Linked DNA regions of Ovis aries: region 1 is linked to region 2. A link is a contact called in public Hi-C data. All regions are on one chromosome and are shown on one strand. Each heading gives the region's core, a stretch centred on a gene start, on an enhancer-like site or on the middle of the called end of the contact. The rest is flanking DNA. Distances are from core to core; before and after follow the strand shown. Region 1 has its middle 83 kb from the start of CD83. Region 2 has its middle 390 kb from the start of CD83.

Evidence for each region. A called contact is a pair of places that touch in the nucleus more often than the background predicts.
Region 1: a Hi-C map of liver shows a contact between it and region 2, with 6 times the contacts expected there. The contact joins two enhancer-like sites. A contact is called at or near these places in 2 of 16 Hi-C or Micro-C datasets (liver and tail adipose tissue).

What each region holds. Positions count from the first base shown.
Region 1 is chr20:41,795,792-41,803,428 of ARS-UI_Ramb_v3.0, reverse strand. No RefSeq gene overlaps it. Among named protein-coding and RNA genes, the nearest start is that of CD83, 83 kb to the left of the region's middle. Within about 2 kb of position 5,443, at least 49 of the 54 cell types and tissues checked have an H3K27ac peak or open chromatin away from gene starts, as enhancers often do. A contact at or near this core is called in liver, where this site is marked.
Region 2 is chr20:41,485,100-41,492,303 of ARS-UI_Ramb_v3.0, reverse strand. It overlaps the pseudogene LOC114109588. Among named protein-coding and RNA genes, the nearest start is that of CD83, 390 kb to the left of the region's middle. Within about 2 kb of position 5,928, at least 1 of the 54 cell types and tissues checked has an H3K27ac peak or open chromatin away from gene starts, as enhancers often do. A contact at or near this core is called in liver, where this site is marked.

The DNA of each region.
Region 1 (7,637 bases), core at 4,194-6,693, 310 kb before region 2:
AGCCTCAGTATTTCAAAACAAAATGTGCAGTTTCTGGAGGCTGATATTTCTCAACTGATTATTTTCTACTTAATTCATTAAATACATGCTAAAAATTTGTGTACTTAAAAAATTGTACTTATCTTGTATGAGGCTCTTCTTCTTCTTCTTTTTTTTTTTTTTCAGTCTTGGGATAACTGGATTAACCCAAGGGGTCCTAAGGGAAAGGAAGCCTTGGTGGACCCCACCCAACAGCGAGTTTTTTTAGAGCAGGGGCTGTGTTTCATCATCTCTGGAGTATCACTGCCCCTTCTTGTATAAATTGCTATTTTTCATTTTTAACATCATGGAGACCCAAACATTCCCCCAAGGTCTGTGGAGAAGCAATGGGATCCTTTCATTCCAAGGACTCTAAGCCTTTGGTCATGAGGCAGGTGGGGCTGATGCTTTGTCTGATGGAGCGTGTGGATGTCCATGCAGGAGCAGTGACCCCAGGGCAACCAAACTGGGCAGCCCTGTCCCCCATGCTGGACGCCCAGCTTCCTGAGAAGGAGGCTTCCACTGCTATTTCTCCACACATGGCATCGTGTTCTTTACACACCCAACGGGGGATCTGGGCACCAGGCTTAGTCTAAGGGGCATGTGAAGGGAGGTGACAGGAAGGTCCTGGTCAGGCATCACTGGGCTCCTCTTGTCCCTCCCAACTCAGCCATGTCTGGACAGCTATGGCCTCCTGGATTCTGAATGCTGGGGCACATTCACCAGACAGAAGTCTACTCTCAACCCTCAGAGGCCTGGGCGTGCCGACCCCCAGCCCCTCTCTCTCCCCCAGTTGTCTCCATCACCCACTTATGGGTGCCTCTCTGAAGACAAGACGGCAGTAACCAGTGTAGAGCTGATCACTACTGGCAGCTCTGAGAAAGTCGAGGTGAAAATCTGATATAAATTAAAGATCAGGTGGCCCCCTTCCCGGATGAACTCTAAGGCAGTTCTGTGCCGTGAAACTGCGGCCGCATCTTGGGATCTGGGGCCAAAGTAGGTTCCAGTGCTGGAGCTGTCACTTCCTCACCATGTGACCTTGGACAAGTTTCAAAACCTCTCTCAGTCCAGTTTCCTTATCTGGAATATGGTGAAAATAATAATACACACATCACAGGGTTGTTACAAGGGATATCTGATAAAGAAGGCAAAGTGCTTGTATCAGGAAACATTAACGATGATTATAGTTGAGCTTTGTGATACGGAATATGACCCAACTCAGCCTCCCTCATCTTTCAGATAAACAAACGGGAGCTCAGAGATACGGGTTATGTTCTGATTGCCACACAGCTAGAGATAAGGAGAGTTAAGATGGGCTCTTTGGCCTTGAGAAAACTCAGTTCAGTGCTTTGGTAACATGCTTCCCCCAAACTTTGAAACAAGAAAAAATCAAGTGAAAAAAATGTGTGTTTTTTTGAAATATTTCTGGCATAATCTTATTTTATTTGTTGCTTAGAGCGGTGGATGGCCTTCTCTGTGACACCTGATGATGTGAAAGTCTGTGCTTAATAAATAATTAAGTTGACTAGCTGGAGGAGGCTAAAGTTGGATGGCTGGGGAGAAGTTAACACGGAACATAATGCACTGTTTCCTCCAGGACAGACAGTTAAGGATAGTAAGTCTTTAAGGCTGATGCTTTTATTTATGTTTACCTTAAATGTGTTGCTGTCCTGAGATAAACAAGGAAAATTTAAAATATATACATATATATAAAGCCATTACGGCGAAAGTGAAACTATACCAATTTGTGTGGACTGTGAGATTAACCTAAAAGAGCTGCCTGCAGACAGCATCATGGGATTAGAGGTCACAAAGAAGGTGGACCATGCGCATCAGTTGGGTACCATATTGTTTACCGCTTGGAACAAAATCCCCTCTGCTCCCACTCTTTAAGCACAGCTTCAAACCAATTACTCAGGTCCAAAGTTTACTTCCGATTCCAGCCTGAACAAACCAGGACTGAGCCCATCAAGTTTTATTGCAGTCAATACATCTCCCTTCCAGAAGCAACTGGTCACAGCCATTCTCAACACAAAGCTGCTTGGGCCACCCTTTCTTCTTTTTTATGGTCTGTTTCCAGACACTCGGTGACCCATAAAGTTAACTTATAACCAAGTCACAGCCATGACCAGAGCTGTTGTTCTTCTGTCTAGCCCTAAAGTTCCCCGGCTTCCCAGGCAGGGCCTGTTGCTTTTTCCCAGGACATGCACTCTTGGAGGCAATGTATCAAACTGTATGTCTCTTGTGGGGTCGCTCCTTTTAATCCTGCCCCAGGTCCTGGGTCCTTAGCCCAGACTGTTTGCTTGAAACCTTCCCCAAGCCCTGGGATTTTGTGGTTTGCCCTTATGAATACCCATGTTGCGTTCAGTGCCTAGCAGGATACTTATTAATGGAGCTGTGGATCCTGCTTGGTGAGCCGAGGGGAAGGCACGCTGTGAGCTCCAACCACCTGGGCAAACACAGCAGTGATCCAGTGAATACTTCTAGCTCGATGTCCTGATGGTGTCATTTACAACCCAATTTGTCTTCTTCCCCACACCCCTCCCCTTTCTCTCCAAATAGGGTGAGTATACGTACCGAGGAGAGTGTGATGGAGCGATCTGGCTTGTAGGCAGGGTGGAATTTGAAACTTACTGAATTTAGAGAAACTTATTAGGGCATAGAGCCCACAAATGATCATGTGCAACTCTGTGATTACGAAGCCACCACAGTTCTTAACTTTATTGATTTGGAGAGGTAAGTTTCCTTGACTTGATCCACCCAGGATCAGGGGTGGGTTCGAACACAGTGAGAAGTTTTTTTCTCATTACAGGATACTGTGTCCCATTAAAATCTAATTTCATTTTATGACAGAAAGGTTGGATTCACAAATAGGAACACTGTAATGAAATGTATTCTGGTTTCAGTGAAACTTGTGTCTATCTCCTGTATTAATTAATGAAGGAAGAAAATTGGAATTTTCTTTTCCAATATTGGAACAATTTGATTTATAGAATTTTAGGACTTGAAGGTACTTTAAACATAATCATCTAGTTCAGCGGGTTTCACACTATGCTCAGTGGGGTCACACACAGGTGGCTCAAGGGTCTTCTAAGGATGGGGGAAGAGGTAGATAGGATTCTTAGCTTTCTCCCTCAAGGCCACCGGAGCAAGCCTAGTCTTTATCTGTTTTACATGTTGGGGTTTTAGGTTAGATTTTATCTCAAAAGCAGAATTCACTTCTAAAGAAAGTAAAAATTAAATCTAGTTCAAACCTCTCAAATTACAGATGAGAAAACCGAGGCCTTGAATCTTGACCCCATGGAGTTGCAAAGTCAGAATGACCCCACTTTCAGGATGAAGGAAATAAGATTCAAAGTTTAAGAGATTTGTAGAAAGGTATGGATTTCATCAAGTGGCAGAACCAGGCTGGAACTAGGTACATGGTATATATTTTTTTATTCCTAGTCCATGACTTTTCCTATCACATCACATTGTTTAATAATACTGACATGTGAGTGACCTTATTGATTCATGATTTAAGAAGTCCCCCAAAGAATATGGGGCTGACATAGAGGAGTTTTAGGGAGCAGCCATCAGTCAGCATGGGCCTACTCCTGGACCATGGAAACAGGCACATCCCTCCTCACTTCTATTCCTCCTGAGTCTATCTCCTTACGCAAGTTCCCTGCTGCAGTGCTGTATTCCCAGAACCTACACAAAGGCTTGGCACTTAGTTCGAGCTCCATTAATTTTTGTCAAATCTTCTTGACTCCTTCAAAACCCTTTCCTGGTCAAGGACTTGAGAATATGATGGATTAAAAAAAATCAAATACTGTATCAAATTTATATACACCTAACCATCAAATACAGTAGGTTTATTTCCACACACAGAAAAGTGCACAAGCCCTGTTCACCGAGTGAATCAACTCAGCTGGCAGCATTATAGAAGAAAGTATGACTCAGAGTGGATCTCCTTCTCCGAGCTGCCCAGGCAATGCCCCACAGAGTCTGGGCATCAGGCAAGGTTCCTGGTGGCAGCTGGCCTCACAGGCCTCTGTGGCTGGCAGAGGGAAGTGCACCATCCTGTCCATAAGCTGCTAGGCAGGTGTTCAACTGCCCTCTGGGGTAGCCTGACCCTGAATGAGCTTAAATAGAAACCAATAAAACCTGGGATCAGAAAGTTATTATACCTTACCCAAAGTGGTTAGCATTTGTAGTAGGTTATTAAAGACTGCTCTTTGATATCTTTGCCTAGGTTACTTTAAGAATAGGAATGGCTAGATCCTGCTGGTTTCAAGATATTCTCGTCTCTATAATACCACCTCACAACAGTATCACAGTCTATTGTCTTTCTTTCAAAGTGCCTTGAGGCAGGGCAAAGGATTAGATGCCCTTCTGAGGCCATCTACACCCTGGATTCATTTCAGAGAAAGAAAACACCAGGTGAACTCCCAAACAACAATAAAGAAGTAAAAGATCTTCCAGGAGAACATTACAAAGCAACGAGAGACACACACACAGAGAAAGAGATGCCCTATTAGAGAAATCACGCATGTGCCTGACCGTGAAACCAGGATGGATGGAAACCATGCTTGTCTCTGTTGGTCCTGGGTTAGCCCATGCCCTGGAACAGACCTCTGACATTCTGTGTCGTGGTCTTCTCTGTATGCAGGGCTGGGCTGGTTTATGTCAGCATGGTGGGATTACCATAAAACTCATTAGATGTCCTTCTGGATGTGGCTTTTCCACTTACAGTAATTAAAACCAACTCCTAAGCGGACTTTTTCTTTTGATCCAATTCGTGACCTTCCTCTGCTTCTGTCTCTTGAAGGGCTAAGTTTTCGGCTCCGTGAGGGCCTAAGGACCGTGCCTGTCTTCTCTACCTGCTACAGGGTTGCCAGCACGGACAGGCCACGGCCAGGAACTTCATTATTCTTTTTGTCTTAATCTCCTTCTGTGGATCCAAGTGGCCGTTTCAGCCCCAAGGCTTTGGCAGGGCAACAAGTAGGTGGGGCGGGGAGAGGGCACCCGAACCCAGGCTCTGGGCGGGGCTCCTGCCGCCTGCTTCCCACCCCGCCGCCGCCCACTGCCCCCCCTCCCCACCCCGGGGTCATTACTTCGAGTCCAGAGAGTGGGAAAGTCCTATTTTAAAGCTCTCTGCTATTTTTCTGTCTTTCGTCCGCCCCTCCGCCGCCAGGGGTTCCCTGCACGAGAGGTGCACCCATTTAGGGAGCCTTTCCGCGTCCCGATCCTGCCCCGGAGCGCAAGAATGCCTCCACTCCCGCGAGCGCCGAGCACACGCACCACCTGACTCGCGCTCCCATTGGCTGCTGCCTGTTGCTAACACACGTGATCAGCGCCGGCGCGCCCCGCCCCGGCCCCGCCCCCGGCCCCGCCCCCGCGGGCTCCCGCGGCTCGGCTCCGAGGCGCGTTCCTGCGGGGGTGGCGTGGGCCGCGCCGGGCTCCGAGCTCTCGGCGGCTAGCCTCTGCAGACTGCAAGGCTCCGCGCGGCGCCCGGGAGGGCGGCCGGCGTCCACAAGGTGGCAGTGCCGCGCTGCTGGTGTCCCGGCCGGGAGTCCGCACGCGCCGCGCCGGGCGGCCGGAGTCCGCACTTCCCTCCTGCCAAAGTTTTAATGAACATATAGACACACCCGGACCTGGGTCACCCCCAGGGTCTGCTGGCCGCGCCCCACAGATCTGGGGGTTCCCCTGGGAGAGATGCACGCCCCGATGGCGTCTTTGTCCCAACTCAGGGAATCAGAACTTGGGGCCTGTCACTGCAGCAAGTATGTTGATGTTTTCAGCAGTTCCCCCCCCCCCCCCTTTGAGGGCCATTCTGAGAATCCATTCGGAAAGAGACAAACACTTGGACAATTACTGTCTTCTTGAGAATACCGCCTCTTTCCCCCTCCTCCCCCGAAGCAATCTGCAGCCCTTTTTTTTTTTTTTTTTTTTTGGTAAAAGGTCTACACCACCACCGTTTCGGAGGATCTCTCCACGCACCCGAGTCCTGGAATCCTAACCCGCTCAAGTAGAGAACATCCCGGGAACGTCCTGGTCCCGAGGCTTGTCCCGGGCTGCCCTTAATTCCAGACTCAGAGAGAGATAAGCTCCTCTGACCTCGTTTGACCCCGCTGCAGGCGTCGGGTGTCCTCATTCAGTGTGTGCGGGTTGGAGGGTCGACTTTTCTCCCTGCTCACTGGAATTTTATTTTTTCCCCCTTAGTTCACTTTCCTCCTTGGCTTGTGGCTGGGCTCACGCCCCCTACCATAGCCTAACCCCGCCCTCCCCCCACCTGCACACACACACACACACACACACACACACACACACACACACACACAAGCACATGCTTCCCACTCTTTTTTGATTGTTCTGAGAGCTCTCTGGGAAAGAGAGAGGCCAGAGGAGGTGAAGGCAAGAAAGGGACTGGGTTGTACATTCCCACTTATGGAGAAAGGAGGGAGAAACACCCCCTTGGCTTCCCATTGTCTATACCACCCAGCCTAGTTCCATGCCCCAGTAGTCAAGCCCTTCCCTTGGGCTCCCTAAGCTGTCCTCCAGGGAATTTCCCACAATGCTCCTAGTCTGCTCCAGCCTAGCAACGGTCCACCTGTGACAGGACTACAGAGGGGGAACTCCTGTTCATAGATGGTGGGGTTTCTACTCATGCTCAAACATAGAACAGTATATGTGCTGACTAAATGCTGCCTGCGGTCTCCAGTGAGATGCAGGTCATCTCTGCAGGAATGCTGGACAGACAAGGCCATCTCTCACCTCCAGGCTGTGTGACAGGAGGCTAAGTACTCAGGAAAGGCCAGTAGGGAGCATTTTTTAGAAAAAATGTTATGCTTTCCCACCTCCCTTAAAATAGGGGAGCAGGGCTTCAGAGAACTACCTGGAGAGCTTTGCAGATGTCTCCTGGAGTTGGGGGTGGGGGGCCACAGGGCCCAAGGTGGCTTCAGAGTAGAGAGACTGTTTACAGTGGCGAGAGAAAGAGCTGGCAAGGCACACATACACTGGCCAGTCTTCTGGTTGGCAAAGTGGGCCTACCTCCCCAGGCAAGGGAGGGGCATAGTCAACAGTGGGAACAAGGACCTGTGGGGGAAGGGTGGCCCACCAGCAGAACCCTTGGGAGGGGACCTCCAGCCATCAGAAAAACCCATGGAAGGACCCCACAAGGGAAAGAGCCAACACCTGTACGTCTGTCTGAACTCCAGTTATCCCCAAGCCCTCCTTGAAGAACTTTGTTCTTTGGCTCCGAGAGATCTGAGCCACCAGCAGTGATTGGAGGGTCTGAGAGGAAGAGATAAACTCTGATCAAGTCGTTTTCCCAAGCAAAAATCCCCAGCTGCCAATTGGTGGAAGGAGAAAAAGTGCTGATTTAAATGAAAGAGACAGGTTTTTAATTTTGATTGGACTAAAATTTTTAATACTGGGGACTGATAATACTGACAACAAAAAACATTTACATCATCTTTAGTGTTTTACCTGTATTCACTCATTTAATCCTCAACAACAGCCTTGAGGGATAGTCTTATTGTCCTTATTGTCCCTTCTCCCTGAGGTCTGAAGAAGTTAAGGAAATAGTGCAAGGTCCACAGTTAGTAAATTGCAGAACCAGGATTTGAATCCAG
Region 2 (7,204 bases), core at 4,679-7,178:
CTCAAAGGAGGCCACACCTTGAGCCTGGGAGTGTCTTGCGGCAGCAGAGGGTGTTTATGCCTGCCACCCCCGAGCGACTGAACTGAACTGAACTGAACCCCCGCCCCAGGCTCACCCCTCATAGAGGATCACAGGGAAATCCAGGTGGATCCAGCTTCACGGTGCCCTGAGGAATCAGGTTCTGATGCACCCGCCTCAGCTTGGCCCGTTCTTGGTGACGTCTGTCTCCTCAGAGACTTCGTGAGGCAGCTCTTCATCCTCGTCATCAAACATGGAGCCGCGGCGCGTGAGTGCGAAGGTGGGGGCACCACTCGGCCTCGCTGTCGCACCAAAGCTTGCTCAGCGACCACCGCCTCTGGGCCGCCGCCCCCCGCCGAGGTGAAGGCCGCAGGCGCCGAGCTTTGGAGCCGCCGGCGCCCACGGCAGGGCGGCCGGCGCGCGCGCGGTAACTTGGCTCTGACAGGGCCGTCGGCGCCGCCATGCCCTGACTGGACTTCGCCTCACAGATGCCGCCGCCGCCGCCTTCCACAGGCTCCTTCGAGGGGGCTTTTAAAATGAAATTTCTTGTTACGATTTCTATTAAATCATACATTCTGGGACTGGATCCTAAAATTTGTATTTTTACCACTCTCTGAGCAGTTCTAAGGAACATTAGGTTTGTCTGGTGGCTCAGATGGTAAAGAATTCACCTGGAATGCAGAAGACCTGGTTGGGAAGATCCCCTGGATGAGGGCATGGAAACCCACTCCAGTGTTCTTGCCTGGAGAATCCCATGGACAGAGGAGCCTGGGGGGCTACAGTCCAGGGGGTCGCAAAGAGTCTGGTATGACTGAGTGACTAAGCATAGACCAGCACCTGCACAATATACAGACCGGCTTCCCCGTGGCTTAGCGGGAAAGCATCCGCCAGCAATGCAGGAGATTCTGATTTGATCCCTGGGTCAGGAAGATCTTTTGAAGAAAGACATGGCAACCCATTCCAGTATTGTCGCCTGGAGAATTCCATGGGTGGAGGAGTCTGGAGTGTTACAGTCCATGGGGTCGCAAGAGTTGAGCATGATTTAGCCACTAAACCACCACCAATATATAGACTGGACCAATGGGCCAAATAAATAAAAAGTGTAATAGGTTCGCAGTACATTTTCTAAAAATGACTACAAGCATGATTTGGTAATGATGGGGAATTTCAACTCTATAAACATCTGCTAAAAGCCTCATTTGGCCCAAAGCAGAGCAGCCTAAAACTTGCCTTGCCCAAGTTTCCAAAAAGATTAAGCACACAAATGGAAAAACTACTGCCCTAGATTTAATTCTGACCTACTAGGATAAAGTAATGTTTATCAAAGATGACGAAAAAGGAGTCTTAGGGCAAAGGTCACCGAGTTCACACACTGTGAGCCAACAGACATGGCGACAGTATGATTCCCAGATAAGATTCATAGGTAAAGAAAAGCAAAATCCCGAGGCATAAAGAATGAACGTCCACTGCACTCAAAATGTTTCAGAAATTTCTCAAATGGTGAAATCTCACGATGCAGATACAGGTAAGGTCAATGATAAAGAGAGGGAGAGAAAAAAAAATCTAAAATGAATAACAAAAACCTGCACACAAAACCAGAAACAAATAAAACTAATATCACTCCATTATAGTCCAGCTTTGGCTGTCTGTTGGGGGACTTAAAAAAAGAATCCAAATGCTTGCATCACTCTCTGAAGTTTTGATTCAATTTGTCTAGGGTAACAAATCAGCATAACTTTTTAATCTCCCTGAGTAACCCCAATATTCACTTACAATTGCAATACAGTGCTCTGGAAGTTCTGATTTTAAAAGGACAGGATAGGAAGAAGGACACAAATTTAAGAGGCATGTAAGAAAGTGACAGAGACAGTATTTTAGCAAAATGACCTCAGGCTGACAAAAAGGCAATGGCAAAAACAAAATGCCTCTCAGCTCTATTTGGGACGAGTTGGGAGATCAGGGACAGGATAGGCATGCTGTTTGGGAAGAAGTCAAGAGATCTTAGAAGCCTGGAAATGAGTAAATAGCCTTCCAATTTTCTAAAATGGATAGAAAATAGATTCCGTAAACTACGGATGATTGAGCTTGATATGGATCTCAGACAAGATTCCAGAATGTAATACTAAAGCGATGTTATAATGGGCACCCAAATGACAAAGCAGTGATTATAGAACCCAGCATGGGTTCACAAGAACACACCCCGTTAGTCCGGCCCATTTCCATCCCTCAGTGGTAGGCTGGCAGATAAAGACAATGTTCACACATTCCCATGCAGGCATCTGGACACTAGCAAAACACTTGGTGATGTCTCTAACGATATACTTGTGCTTAACGTAGAGAAAAAATGGATCTGGTGCTAGAACATGTGAGTGGGTTATTAACTGTTCAGAAATCATAACCAGCGAATACTCGTTAATGGAGTTATGTCAAACCTAGTGAGGGCTTTCTAGTCTCCTGGTATCTGTCAGAGAAATAGTTCACAGGCCCTGTATACGCTTGAATACTTCTGATGGGCTGGAATGATAAGCAAAATCTAAAAATAATTAGAGTTCATAAAGTTAATAGTCCAGGACCTGAGTGCTAAAATCTTACAGTACATGTAGAGGAGAAATTCGATATAAAGGCAGCTGACACTTTTAAAGAGCCTTGAGAGTGTTAGTCAACAATTGATCCAATACCAGTTGAAAGCAACGTGGCTGCAAAATATTGAAAGTGACCAACTCTGACTCTAATAAAAGTAAAGAATTGATAATGGAGGACAGCGTTTCCATCCTGTACTATGTGCTACTCAGAACATACCTGGAATTTTGCATTCATTTCTGGGTTCCACATTTTAAAAGTGAGGCATACAATCTGAAGTGCATTTCAGGGAGAACAGCCAGCAAGGTGAAGAAAACTAAAACCAAGCTATACATAGAACAAATGAGGGAACCATCTTGCTTATTAAGAGAAGATATAGAGGGATAAGATGGCTATCTTCAAATAATTGAAAGATTGCCCTATGAAAAAGAAATTAAACTTACCTTTTGTGTTCCAAAGTGCTTAAACTAGAAGAGTACCTGGAAGCTTTGGGAAGGCAGAAAGACTTTCCATATGTAGAGCCAAACATCAGCAATAAGCTGTCTGAAAATAGAAACAGAATCCTAAGGAAACCGAGTTCTCCATCACTGGTTATATTAGGGCAGAAGCTAGGTGCTCACTACAAGGGATGCTGTACAGGAAAACCAGGTATCAGATAAAACTGGATGCCTCTGAAGGACATTTAGACCCTGATACGTCATGTCACTAAGAATACAGGATAGACTTGGACAGCACACTTCTGTCCCTCGGGGAAGATGGGAGGTGTCTCTGCCTACACTGAGGGTAGCGGCAGAGTCTTACCATTTCCTTGGATGGGAAATTGGTCATCCAGTGATTGGCACTCCTCTCTACCCAGCTATCTAAATTAGGGTAGTCCTTTGCCCACAGGTGATTTTGAAATAGGAGTTACCCTTTTCCAATTCCACCAGGTCCATGTGGCCCCGACTAAATACATACTGAAAACCAATGGAGAACTATAACTATCGTTAAGAAATATTCAACCTGAGAAGTTATTATAAACCTGGAGAAATTTTTAAGGCATGCAGGCTTGAAAATAAATTGTAACTTGTGCATTATAATTATATTACTAATTATAGCTTCCGTTTACATTGAAAGCAGAAAACCAGCAAATGGGAGTAACGATTATAGACGATAATGATGGTGATGATGGTGACGTTCATTTGGTGTTTATTTTGTTCCTGGCACGGTTCTAAGGGCTTTACTTGTAACAATTTAACCCTCACAACACCCCTGTGAAGTAAGCACATTACCCCCATTTTACAGAGTAGGAAACTGATGCAGAGAGTTGCTAAGCCACTTGCCCGTGGTCACATGGCTAATAAGTGGTAGATCTTGTACTCAGATTCAGGCAGTCTCTTGACCGCTATGGCACATCGCCTCTCCCAAGCTTCTGGGGGCACATTCTCAACCTCAAGAAGTAAATACCAGCTTAGGCTCAACCCTGAATATTCACTGGAAGGACTGATGCTGAAGCTAAAGTTTCAATACTTTGGCCACCTGACGCAAAGAACTGACTCACTGGAAAAGACCCTGATGCTGGGAAAGATTGAGGGCAGGAGGAGAAGGGGGCAACAGAGGATGAGACGGTTGGATGGCATCACTGACTCAATGAACATGAATTTGAACAAACTCTGGAAGATAGTAAAGGACAGGGAAGCCTGGACTGCTGCAGTCCACGGGTTCAAAAAGAGTTGGACATGACTTAGTGACTGAATAACAACGTATTGATGGAGAAGTTGATCCTCAGGGGCAGGGTCTCTACGGGAAGGGTCTTGGTGTGGTCCAGGGAGGGTAGATCTCACATGCCTTTGCCCTTTCTCACAGTCTATATCTTCTCTTCTTTTATACCCCCAGCAAACCTTTCCAAAGGAGGAAAGAGACTGGTCAGACAAGAAGATACAGGAGTGAAGAGCAATGCATTGGATACCCCAATCTTCTGGCCTCTATCCCATCCCCCCAGACCCAAATCTTGTTCGATAACAAATCTCAGGGCTATGCTGAGACTTGACGCTCACTTGTCTTCCCAACTCTGTGTCCAGTGACATCACAGTGATACCTTGAAATCAGCCTCTGGGGGAATATTGACACCATGAAGTCAGCAGATGATACAAACTAAGGCATGTGTGTGTGTGCATGTGCGTGCGTGTGTGTGTGTGTGTGTGTAGAGCAGTTTACCAGCCCACCACTCCACACACTACTGGCTGCCTCCCCTAGAGACAGAATAACAAGCCTCGCATCCTCCCGCTCTCTCCAGTAACTGCGTCAGGATAACGCACAGCACACACTTGTCTTGCCTCGTCAGTCCCTCCAGAGCCTTTATCATCTGTCAAGCAGAACTTTCATTATGAACATTTTCACTCCAAAGAGGCACCGACCGCCAGAGTCAGCCTCTCACAACTTTCTCTAGTCATGTCCATGTGCGCAGACCCGGAATTTCTTCACATCTGCCGGCTCCTTTCTCAAATCCCCAGCTCCAGGCTCTTTCACCCCAGTCAGCCCTCCAGAATTCTCCACTCCTGATGTCAGAGTTAGAGTCAGACCTGCATTCAAATCCTAGTTTCCTCACTGTCGATCCGTTTTGGCCTCAGTTTCATCACCTGTAAAATGGGGATTATGGTACTGCTTGACCTCACAGACGCAGTTTGAAGAATAAGCTTGTAAACGTATGCAGAGCACACAGGAGTCTCTGGCACGAAGGTGGAGATGGCTGTTGTTACACACTCTCTCATACACCTCTGGGCACTGACTCTCGTGGGCTGCCGCCCCACCCAGGGGTGTTATCGACAGGGCACCTGTGCCACCCACTTCCCCACCCCCTTGATGTGTTCCCATTGCCCCGTTATTCTGGAGGGCGTTCCCAATCTATTGAAATCCTTCATGCCCCTCAAAACCCTACACAACGCCTCTGCTGTAGGAAGTCTTCGCTGCTCCTCCCAGCTCTACTCTAGGCTCTCCAGGAGGCCACAGGGTGACTCAGATGGCAGCCTCAACCCCCTCTTTTTCTCTTTGCCTGAGAGGCTGATGAAAGCCCACTTCTTTGGGCCAAGGCGAGCAAAAGCTTTGCTCACAAGGTGAATGTGTGCAGGGAGGGAGCCTCCCGTTCCCACACTGGTGTGTTGCCAGGTGTGCCTCAGCACCGACCCAGCCCCCAGCCGCAGGGCATCGAGTGCTGGAAGGTCTCCCAGAGGTCACGGTCTGCCTCCATGTTTCAAAGATGAAGGCACAGAGGCCAAGGGAGCTGCCTGGCCGACGTCACGCAGCTGGACTTGGAACTGGCATGCTATGCCTCCCCGCCCCCCGCCGATGCTCTGGCCATCCTGCCAGGCTCCTGGATGATCAGGACAAAGCCCAACAGAGGCAGGTCGAGGGATAATAGTCTGAGCATGGAGCTTCCAAAGAAGGCTGGTGGGGCCGCCAGGAGGGCCGGAGAGCCAGGGCAACATGAGGCCATGGGCCTCAGGGAGAGGAGAGACTCGGACAAAAGGCTCGTAAGAGTTTCTGGAGCCAAAGTCCCGGAGAGCCCTTGTCTAACCTGCCTCATCCTATTGTCCAAATTTTTGCAGCCTGCTTACCCACAACTTTGGCCCGGCCACAAATGGCTGCGTGCAGAAGGCATCAGGCTGGGAGCTCATCCCGACTCTATTACTTAGGATGTGGGCTTTTTCCATTTCCTAATGGCTGCATGAGTTCCTGTCCTTGGAAGAATCCTGAAGTCTAAAATAGCCACCACCAACTCACCCCCTCTCCTGTGTCTCTGTTGCTTTACACTGCTGCATGTTCTTCAAGTTCAATGTGCTTCTCACCTCTTGTAATTGTCATTCATTCATTCATTTTCTTATGTACCATCTGCTCCCTCCATTAGAAGAAAAGCTTGAGGGTTAGGATTTCATCTTTGCCTACTACATATTAGATCATGCTAAGTTGCTTCGTTGTGTCTGACTCTTTGTGACCCTTTGGACTGTATATAGCCCATTAGGCTCCTCTATCTATTGGGTTCTCCAGGCAAGAATACTGGAGTGGGTTGCCATGCCCTCCTCCAGGGGATCTTCCTAACCCAGGGATCGAACTAGGGTCTCCTGCATCTCCTGCATTGGCAGGCAGGGTCTTTACCACTTGTACCATCTGGGAAGCTCTCATTTAACATATCATTAGTATCTTTATTTGTGGTTTGAGACTACAATATGGGTGAGTACAATCTTTTGAAATCCAGTTTTATGGCCTAGCATCCGAACAGTCTGCATTACTATTTCATATGCTTTGGGGGAAAAGGACATTTTCTCCTGCAGTTGGGTGCCATGCTCTACACAGGTCCATTTGGTCAGGGTCACTAATTGTGCTGATTCAATCTGCATCCATTCCTTTTTCTGGATCGGTGATTATTTATTTCTTTTCCTATTCCACTTTTAGCCTCCAGCTGTATGAAAGTTAAAGGCTTTGGTCTATTCTTTAGTGTTTACTTTTCCAGTTAAATAAGATAAGGACCTCATATCTCTCTAACTGTGGTCAAGGTTTTTCCAGCTTACATGCTGTTATTCTGTAATATATTAGTTTTTCTGATCTAGATTTCCACACAAACTAGACATTA